Regions from separate parts of the Mus musculus genome. Here regions 1 and 2 are each linked to region 3. A link is a contact called in public HiChIP or PLAC-seq and promoter capture Hi-C data. All regions are on one chromosome and are shown on one strand. Each heading gives the region's core, a stretch centred on a gene start, on an enhancer-like site or on the middle of the called end of the contact. The rest is flanking DNA. Distances are from core to core; before and after follow the strand shown. Region 1 holds the start of Setx (senataxin). Region 2 holds the start of Cfap77 (cilia and flagella associated protein 77). Region 3 holds the start of Coq4 (coenzyme Q4).

The links. HiChIP or PLAC-seq counts read pairs in DNA pulled down with a chosen protein or histone mark. Capture Hi-C pulls out chosen DNA fragments and counts their contacts.
Region 1: a contact with region 3 is called in an H3K27ac HiChIP or PLAC-seq map of embryonic stem cells, with 5 times the contacts expected there. The contact joins the promoter of Setx here to the promoter of Coq4 in region 3. A contact is called at or near these places in 4 of 39 promoter capture datasets (the C10 cell line, the SN4741 cell line, liver and 1 more), 9 of 115 datasets of contacts at active chromatin or transcription factors (acute myeloid leukemia, astrocytes, bone marrow-derived macrophages and 4 more) and 3 of 9 other capture datasets (embryonic stem cells, liver and pancreatic islet).
Region 2: a contact with region 3 is called in a promoter capture Hi-C map of liver. The contact joins the promoter of Cfap77 here to the promoter of Coq4 in region 3. A contact is called at or near these places in 1 of 39 promoter capture datasets (the C10 cell line) and 1 of 9 other capture datasets (liver).

Annotation. Positions count from the first base shown.
Region 1 is chr2:29,123,624-29,126,323 of GRCm38.p6, forward strand. Setx (senataxin) reads left to right here and starts at 1,369. Exons shown (of 26, transcript NM_198033.2): 1 at 1,369-1,926; 2 at 2,229-2,340.
Region 2 is chr2:29,053,698-29,056,397 of GRCm38.p6, forward strand. Cfap77 (cilia and flagella associated protein 77) reads right to left here and starts at 1,369. Exons shown (of 6, transcript NM_001166705.1): 1 at 1,117-1,369. The coding sequence starts at 1,311.
Region 3 is chr2:29,786,087-29,788,786 of GRCm38.p6, forward strand. It overlaps Coq4 (coenzyme Q4), which reads left to right and starts at 1,407. Exons shown (of 7, transcript NM_178693.5): 1 at 1,407-2,271; 2 at 2,351-2,482. The coding sequence starts at 2,199. It overlaps Trub2 (TruB pseudouridine (psi) synthase family member 2), which reads right to left and starts at 1,585. Exons shown (of 8, transcript NM_145520.5): 1 at 1,417-1,585; 2 at 390-521. The coding sequence starts at 1,525.

The sequences.
Region 1 (2,700 bases), core at 119-2,618, 660 kb before region 3:
TTAACTCTGGGTCCTCTGGAAGATCAGTAAGTGTTCCTAACTGCTGAGCTCTCGCTCCAGCGTCAGACTTGTGTTTCTTACACTCAAGAGTAACTTAGCATTTATGTCCTTTCACGAATAAAGCATGGTATATTGCTGAAGTCTGAAATCTGGGTTACGAATTCTGCCAGGATCTGTATCATCAGGGACAAGGAACTGCGGGTAGTTTCTATCATTTCCCCTCATTTCTGAAAATTTCAGTTAGCTATCAAGAGTCTTGTTTAAAAAAAAACTATCATAAATGTGTTACTTTAAAAACCATGCATACATATAGTGCTTCTAGTTTGAAACCACTTTCTGCAACTTTGATTTTGATAGAAACCTTTGACGAAATGAAAAAAAAGGGGGGGGGGAGAAAATAACGGTCAGCTTCAACTGCCGCTTCCTGATTGGCTAAAGCCCCTCTAACGGTCATCTGCTGCCTTATAAACCACACCCCCTTTTCTGGAACGTTCCTTAGAGCTTTACCCTCGTGCTTCAGGCGCTGGCTTCTCATTCTGCGTTAAGGTTCTCCAGGGTAGGAAGGTCTCTGACCCACCTGCCACCTCTAAGAGCCTTGTTCTTTTCTGTGGCGTTGGCAATGGAACCCAGTGTTACAGTGTGACAGGTGAGTGCTCCTGAGTTACTTTCTTGCACACTTTCCTTTAAAAAAAAAAAAAAAAGGAAAAAAAAAAAAAGAAAAAGAAAGAATGTTAACTTTTAATTTTTGGTTAATTTAGGCCTCCAAATCGCTGACCTCCAGGTCTGGAGTTGAAACCTCATCACACCCTTTCCTTTTTAAAAAAAAGAATTATTTTAATTTTAAAATTTTGGTGAATGTAATGTAGGCCTCGAAATCGCTTTCTGTACGAGGCTGGCCTTTGGGCCTGGATGCGCTGGCTTTAAGCCTTCTGAGTACAGGGACCACAGGCTGCCGGGCTTGTAAAGTGATTTGTTTTTTTCCTAAATTCCGTTTTTGAGGAGGAGAGGTTTTGGGCCACCCAACTGTCCTTTGGGAAATCTGACATGACTGTGTTCCATTATCGGAGCCTGTTCTGGGTCGGAAACGGGCAGAGCCCTCGACTTGGGGCGCCCTTGCAGAATCACGCACACATTTTATTGTTTAGGTTTCGGACGGAAACGTGACAGACGTCGCGGACGTTGGGGAGCGGAAGAGCCCAAAGGGAACCAGCAGGTAAGCATCTCCCCGAAGAGGGTCGGGGAAGGGGCGGGGTGAGAAAGGGGGCGGGACGAGGAAAGGGGCGGGGACAGGCTCCTCGGCTAATTTACCGCTCCTTTGGACGGGAGTCCTTGATTGGTCGGACTTACCCCCCTCGTTCCGGAAGTGACGCCACTCAGCGGTCAGGCCGGTTGTTCCCCGCTGCTGCACTTTCCACCTCCCGTCCGCCCCCATGGTCCGCCCCCTTGGTGTACCACAACAAGCCGGCTCTGGCGGGGGCGGGCTGAGGGCGGGGTCCGCTCTCGCGGCAGCGGCGGGTTGGGCGTTGGGCGTCGCCTTGCCCTTCCGTCTGCTGTTCTAGCGGGGGGCATGGAGGTGGGTTAGCGCGCTGCAGCCGGGCCTAGCCGGGGTGAGACGCGCCGCGGACAAGCCGCGAGCGGGCGAACGAGCAGGAGAGGAGAGCGCGTGCGCGGTGAGGGGCGCGCGGCTTACTGCCGTTGGGAACTTGCGCGCGGCCTGCGGGAGCGGGCGCCTGCTGTGACCCTTCTGGAGAGCTGCGTTTGGTGAGAGCGGCGGCTTGCCGCTGCTACCAAGGGCGGGCAGCGCTTGGTGTTTCCTGCAAGCGAGGCCCGCCCCCGGATCTCTGCTGTTCTGGCATCAGCACCGCCGGCCCTGGGCAACGATGTACAGCGAGGACCCTTAGCTTCGGGGCGAGGGAGGCCTCCCGGGTAAGGATCCGACCCTCTGTCCTGGCGTCGCTTCCGCATGGGCACCCGGACGCCCTCCCCGCCGTACCAGGCGTTGCGGTGTGGACAGCCTCCCGTACGCCCACAGCGGATGTGATCAAGTGCCTATTTGGCCCCTGGAGGAGAACAGTCCCTAGGGAAGTTGGGGGGGGGGATCAGTGTTAAGCCGTTCCCCCCAGTAGTGTGTGGATCTAACCTGACCTAGGTAACTCATTAGATGACACAAGGCCCAGGTGAGATGCATAATGTAAGGGACATTTTATCAGTTTTTATTTTAATTTCAGAAATGTTCTTTTTGGGGGCCAAAGTGTGAATCTGTCTGAATGCAGAGCCACATCTCACAGATAAGCCCAGCAATCACAAAGAGCATCACTTCTCTGTAGGACCTTGGTCAAGGTAATTGTCTTATTAAACAATAACTTCTTTTTTAGTTATTTGATAAGTACTAGAGTTAAAAATGTGGCATAGATCCATACCTTGACATGCCCTCTTCTGGTGTGTCTGAAGATAGCTACACTGTACTCATATAAATAAAACAAATCTTTAATTTTTTTTTTAAAATAAGTCTAATGTGTGCAGTAACCTCTGGCAGCATTTTGTTAGGAATTTTTGGAGGTAGGTCAGGTGAGGCAGAGAGATTAGACTTAGTAATTCGGGCAAATGATGAAAGAATAGGAAGACTCAAGAAAGGAGGAGTGCTAGACTCAGATGCAGCAGAGGAGAGGGACAAGGTGATCCTGAGGTTACTGCTCTAGA
Region 2 (2,700 bases), core at 119-2,618, 730 kb before region 3:
GGCACTGATAGGCCTTGATTTCCTCCTTGGCCTAAGGCAGTGAATTCCAACTCTCTGTCCCAGGTACCTGCTAAGATCAGGAATCCAAGAAGTAAGCAAAACTTGTTCCACTGTGGAAACATCTCAGAGGGGCCAGTGCTAAGGATGCTGCTTCATGGGTTCCCTGTATCTAGCTTCTGTCCTCCTGGGAGCATTAATTAGCCCAGAAAGGTCTAACAATATAGGTCTGCCTATAGTCAAAGAACCCATCAGCATGCCCATACCTCTATGGAACCTGGAAACCGAGGTCAATTTTTAGAAGCACACTGCCCTCTAGCGGCACAAGATAAATTTGCGCCACTAAACTTCAACTTTACTTTTTCGGTCTCCCGGCGCCTAAAGAGGCAGAGCCACGGCCACGTGTAGGTTTTTTTTGGGTTTTGTTTTTGTTTTTGTTTTTCGAGACAGGGTTTTTCTATAGCCCTGGCTGTCCTGGAGCTCACTTTGTAGACCAGGCTGGTATCGAACTCAAAAATCCGCCTGCCTCTGCCTCCCAAGTGCTGGGATTAAAGGCGTGCCCCACCACGCCCGGCCCAAGTGTAGTTTTTAGCCAGACAGGAAAACAGACAAAAGTGCGGAGGACCAGCACCGAAAGGGAAAGTGATCTGTCTATAAACGCTGCTCCCACGCAAGTGCCAGCCACGCCTCCTAGAGGGCTTTGAATCTCACACCCCCAGCACACTTAAGATGGTGTTGTGATACTTTCCCGACAGTCAGTCCCAGAGCACCTGCTGCATAGTAGACCAGAGGTGCTGGGGAAGATGGATCTTGGGTGGCAAGGGCATGGATGGGTGCCTGAGACCTGTCTGTCACCCTGTGGGTACGAGCCCGGTAGAGATTGCCCTATCCATAGTCTTTCCCAGTAGTGGGGAAAGACCCCGCTAACGTGTGCCACTTGAGGACACTGAGGTTCCTGGACTGGCTACGACTGCAGAGGGTCCAGGAGGCCTGTTTCACCCAGAGCAAGTTTCCTACACTGCGCCCAAACCCTGGGCCCCGGGTCCCGAGAGTTCAGCAGCTGGAACCCATCGGCGGCGTCGGTGCCCGCGGAGGGGATGATCGTGCCCAGGCGCTCACCTTGACGATGAGCGGGTTCTGAAACATGGAGTCACGCACGACCCCCAGCCTTTCGTTCTCCATGCCCGTACGGATGTCGACCACCGTCAGCGGCCGTCGGGGCGGCGGGCAGATCTGGCTGACCGTGCGATGCACGGGCTGCTTCTTCTTTTTCCATGCCGTGAGGTCTTTCCCGGGTTTCGCCGGATCAGGCATCCCAGGGGCCTCCGGGATTAGACCTTGGCTGCAAAGCCCACAGAGTTCTGCGCTGTCTGAGGACTCCAGCCCCGAGCGAGCGCGCGCTCCGGGCTGCACCACGGGGACCCTGGGGTGCACCTCGCGGCAAGGCAGGCTCCGGAGCAGAGCGCGCCCACCTGCGGAGCCTCTGTCCAAAGCTTAAACCCCGCCAGTTCTTCGGAGTGATTTGGGCACCTCGCAGCAGACTGAGAGAGGGAAGAGTGTCTACACTACCCCTTTCGGAAAAATGGAACGTCCCGTCTCCTTGGTGACAAGACGCCAACAGCTCAAGAGCTTCCGGTTTTCTTTCTAGAAATTCTTAGCAACCACAGAGACCTTTTAGACCTGTCTCAAATCAACATAGAAAAACCCAAGAATCAAATCTAGGTTGTGTTAAAAGAGAAGAGGTTTTAGAGGATCACTTATCCTTGGCTTCCACCCTCTAACTACCCTACTCTAGTTACAGTTCCCTCCCAAGGGAATCTTTTCTTCTTCTTCTTCTTCTTCTTCCTTCTTCTTCTTCTTCTTCTTCTTCTTCTTCTTCTTCTTCTTCTTCTTCTTCTTCTTCTTCTTCTTCCTTCTTCTTCTTCTTCTTCTTCTTCTTCTTCTTCTTCTTCTCCTCCTCCTCCTCCTCCTCCTCCTCCTTCTCCTTCTTCTTCTTTTCTTCTTCTTTTCTCCTTTTCTTCTTCTTTTCTTCTTTTCTTCTTCTTTTCTCCTTCTTTTCTTCTTCTTTTCTCCTTTTTTCTTCTTCTCTTCTTTTCTCCTTCTTTTCTTCTTCTTCTCTTCTTCTTTTCTTCTTCTTTTCTCCTTCTTTTCTTCTCTTCTTCTTTTCTCCTTCTTTTCTTCTTCTCTTCTTCTTCTCTTCCTCCTCCTCCTCCTCTTCTTTCTCCTCCTCCTTCTCCTCCTCCTTCTTCTTCCTTCCTTTCTTCTTCTTCTTTTCTCCTTCTTTTCTTCTTCTCTTCTTCTTCTCTTCCTCCTCCTCCTCCTCTTCTTTCTCCTCCTCCTTCTCCTCCTCCTTCTTCTTCCTTCCTTTCTTCTTCTTCTTCTTCTTCTTCTTCTTCTTCTTCTTCTTCCTCCTCCTCCTTCTTCCTTCTTCCTTCTTCTTCTTCTTCTTCTTCTTCTTCTTCTTCTTCTTCTCTCTCTCTCTCTCTCTCTCTCTCTCTCTCTCTCTGGGATATGGTACTAACACAGTCGTACTGCAATAGAAATATGCATTCTTAGGCTTGAGGTCAATGCTAATTCAGTGGGTGGTCCCAAGCCAGTTTCCCTGTTGGACACTTCCTCCCACCTCGAAAGAAAAAAAAAATATGGATTAGATCAATAGTGTCTGACTCTGGAATCAAATGGAGGGAAACTGAAAAAGATCAT
Region 3 (2,700 bases), core at 157-2,656:
TTTTTTTTTTTTTCCTTCGAGACAGGGTTTCTCTGTATAGCCCTGGCTGTCCTGGAACTCACTTTGTAGACCAGACTGGCCTCAAACTCAGAAATCCGCCTGCCTCTGCCTCCCAAGAGCTGGGATTAAAGGCGTGCACCACAACCATGTGGCTGCACTCCAGTCTTGACTAAAATACAAGAAGGTTCTCTCCTTTCCTACAGTCTAGAGATGCTTTGCATTACAATAGCAAAGAGGAGCAGAGCCAAGGAAAACACAAGGCTGTAGGCAGAAGCTGTTTAAAATCTTCCCTCTCTAGGGAAGTTTGCCAAACCCTGGGCTAGAAATCTAACTCAGGCCAGGGATTTCCTCTAACATCACGGCCAGGGTCCTGTCTGACTCTGCCTTACCAAGTCTGTGGGTGGTGAGGGAGGGTACATTGGTGGCTCTGAGAGTCAACTTCTTCTCTTCACTGCCTTCCACAGGGCCTAGCAAGAAGCGAACACGCTGATCAGGAGCAGGAGGCTGCTGGGCATTGAGACCTAAGCACAAAAGAACACAGTCAGTACTTTTCCAACCCGCAAGAGAAGGGGTAGAGAGATGGTAGCATAGAAGATGGATTTGTGTATCGTAGAAAACGTACTATGACTCCTTCAGAAGCCAGGTATCATTAATTCCAGCACTGGGGAGGCAAGAGGCGGGCCTATCTCTGAATTCAAGGCCTGACTGATCTACAGAGTTATTTCCAGGGCAGCCAGGGGTATACAGAGAAACCATTCTCTAAAAAGTGAAGAACAAACAAACAAAACAAAAATCCTAGGTTGGAAGTGTAGCTCAATTCATGGAGTGTTTGCACAATACGCAAGACGCCCCGGGTTCCATCCCCAGCACCCTAATGGGAGGTGGTACTACACAGATGTAGTCTAAGACCTTGGGTAGTGAAGGCAGGACAGTCAAAAGTTCAAGGTTATCTTCATCTTACATAGCAAATTTGAGGCTACATGACAGTTTTTAAGAAAATAAAAGAAAGGAAAAAAAGGCAAAGAAAAAAATTGGTGTTTGAGGGTCGGGGTGGTGGTCACGCTTGTGATCCCAGCATCTGGCAGGTGGAGTCAGGAGAGTCAGAATTCTCAGTGCCTCACTGATTTCAAGGTCGGATTAATTAGAAAAGACCCTGTCTCAAAAGGCAAAAAAAAAAAAAAAAAAAAAAAAAGTTCAAATTCTAACTCTGTAACAGAAACCGCGAAAAAAAACCCAACACTATAGAATGAATTTCTCTAAAGGAAAATAGCGGAGAGTGGGTAGTAACGAAATGTGTACAAGAGAAAAAAAACAAACAAACAAGAAACAGCTACAACCCGGCAAACGAACCACGTGACCTCACTCCACATCAGAAAGAACTAAAGCAAAACCGTGGGTCCGCGTCGGAGTTCTCACCTTTAAGCAGTTGCAACTCCACGGTCTCACGCAAGTGCAGCCACTTCAGCCCCGGAGGTTTATAGACAGCGAAGAGCCCCTGCAGCCGAGCTAGGCCAGAAGAACCCATGGCTGGAACTCAGCGGTTCAACATCATCCAGAAGCGGGGATGCGGGCGGAAGTGCTGCGTGGTCCTTTCCCAAATGTGGTCCCTACTGTAGGTAGCCGCCTTGTTTCCTTGGCAGGAAGAGGTTCTTTTCTTATTGCCCTCCGGGGGGGAAATAAGAGATGGAGAAGAAAATAGGGCCGGATATCGAGCAACCGAATTCTCGGTTATGTTATTTTTGAATTCTTTTCAGGAGTTTTTTGTTTGTTTGTTTCTCATATATCCCAGGCTGCCCTCAAACTTGCTAAGTTGCCGAGAATTCATTACTTTTCTGTCTCCACTTTTCCAAGATCTGGAGTGACGAGTAATTCACATCAGGCTTGGTTTTTGAGACAAGGTCTCTAGTACTGCCTTCGTACTTAAGAAATAGCCAAGAAGGATCTCGAACTGATCCTACGGCCTCCAGGTTTCAAATGCTGGGTTGACAGGCCTACGTTATAAATAACGCCTGGCTCACAGCAGTTGTTTTACTTCAGTGGCAAACAGATCTTGTGGCTTTCCTTCTCATGCTCCTGTCCATATTACAACATCTCCGATCAAAAAGCCACAGTGAGTGCAGTGTCCCAGGAGTCTTTTGACTTCTCGGGCCTCCGTAGTACCTGCGGAGCCCCGCCTAACCACGCGGACGTCCGCTGCCATGGCGACCCTGCTGCTGCTTCGCTCCCTGCGCCTCCACCGCAGTCTTCGGCCCCGTACGCGGCCAGCTGTAGGTGAGCAGCTCTGATTCCAGTGTCCGCGGCGACCAGAGGGACCGGACTCCTCTCACCTTTACCTCTTTTCTGCTCGCAGATGTACCCCTCAGGGCCGGGAGCCATGGCGCCCGCCTGCTGTACCCGGACCACATCCCAACCACCCCGCTGCAAAAGATGCTGCTGGCTGCGGGCGCGGCGGGAATGGCTCTCTACAACCCCTATCGCCACGGTAAGACGGTTTACTCTTCGGTCTCGAAAGCTGGGACCGGTGAAGACTTGGTTTGTGGGCATCCAAACCTGGCTGCGCCTATCATATTTCCCAGGATCGTTTATGATAATCAGGTGCCTGATTCTAGCTAGAACTGTTTTGGGTCTTCTGGGCACAGGGAGGAGAGGAAGAAAGAAACGTGAAGTCTACAAGTCTGCCTTTTTGTAATTCTTGGAAGA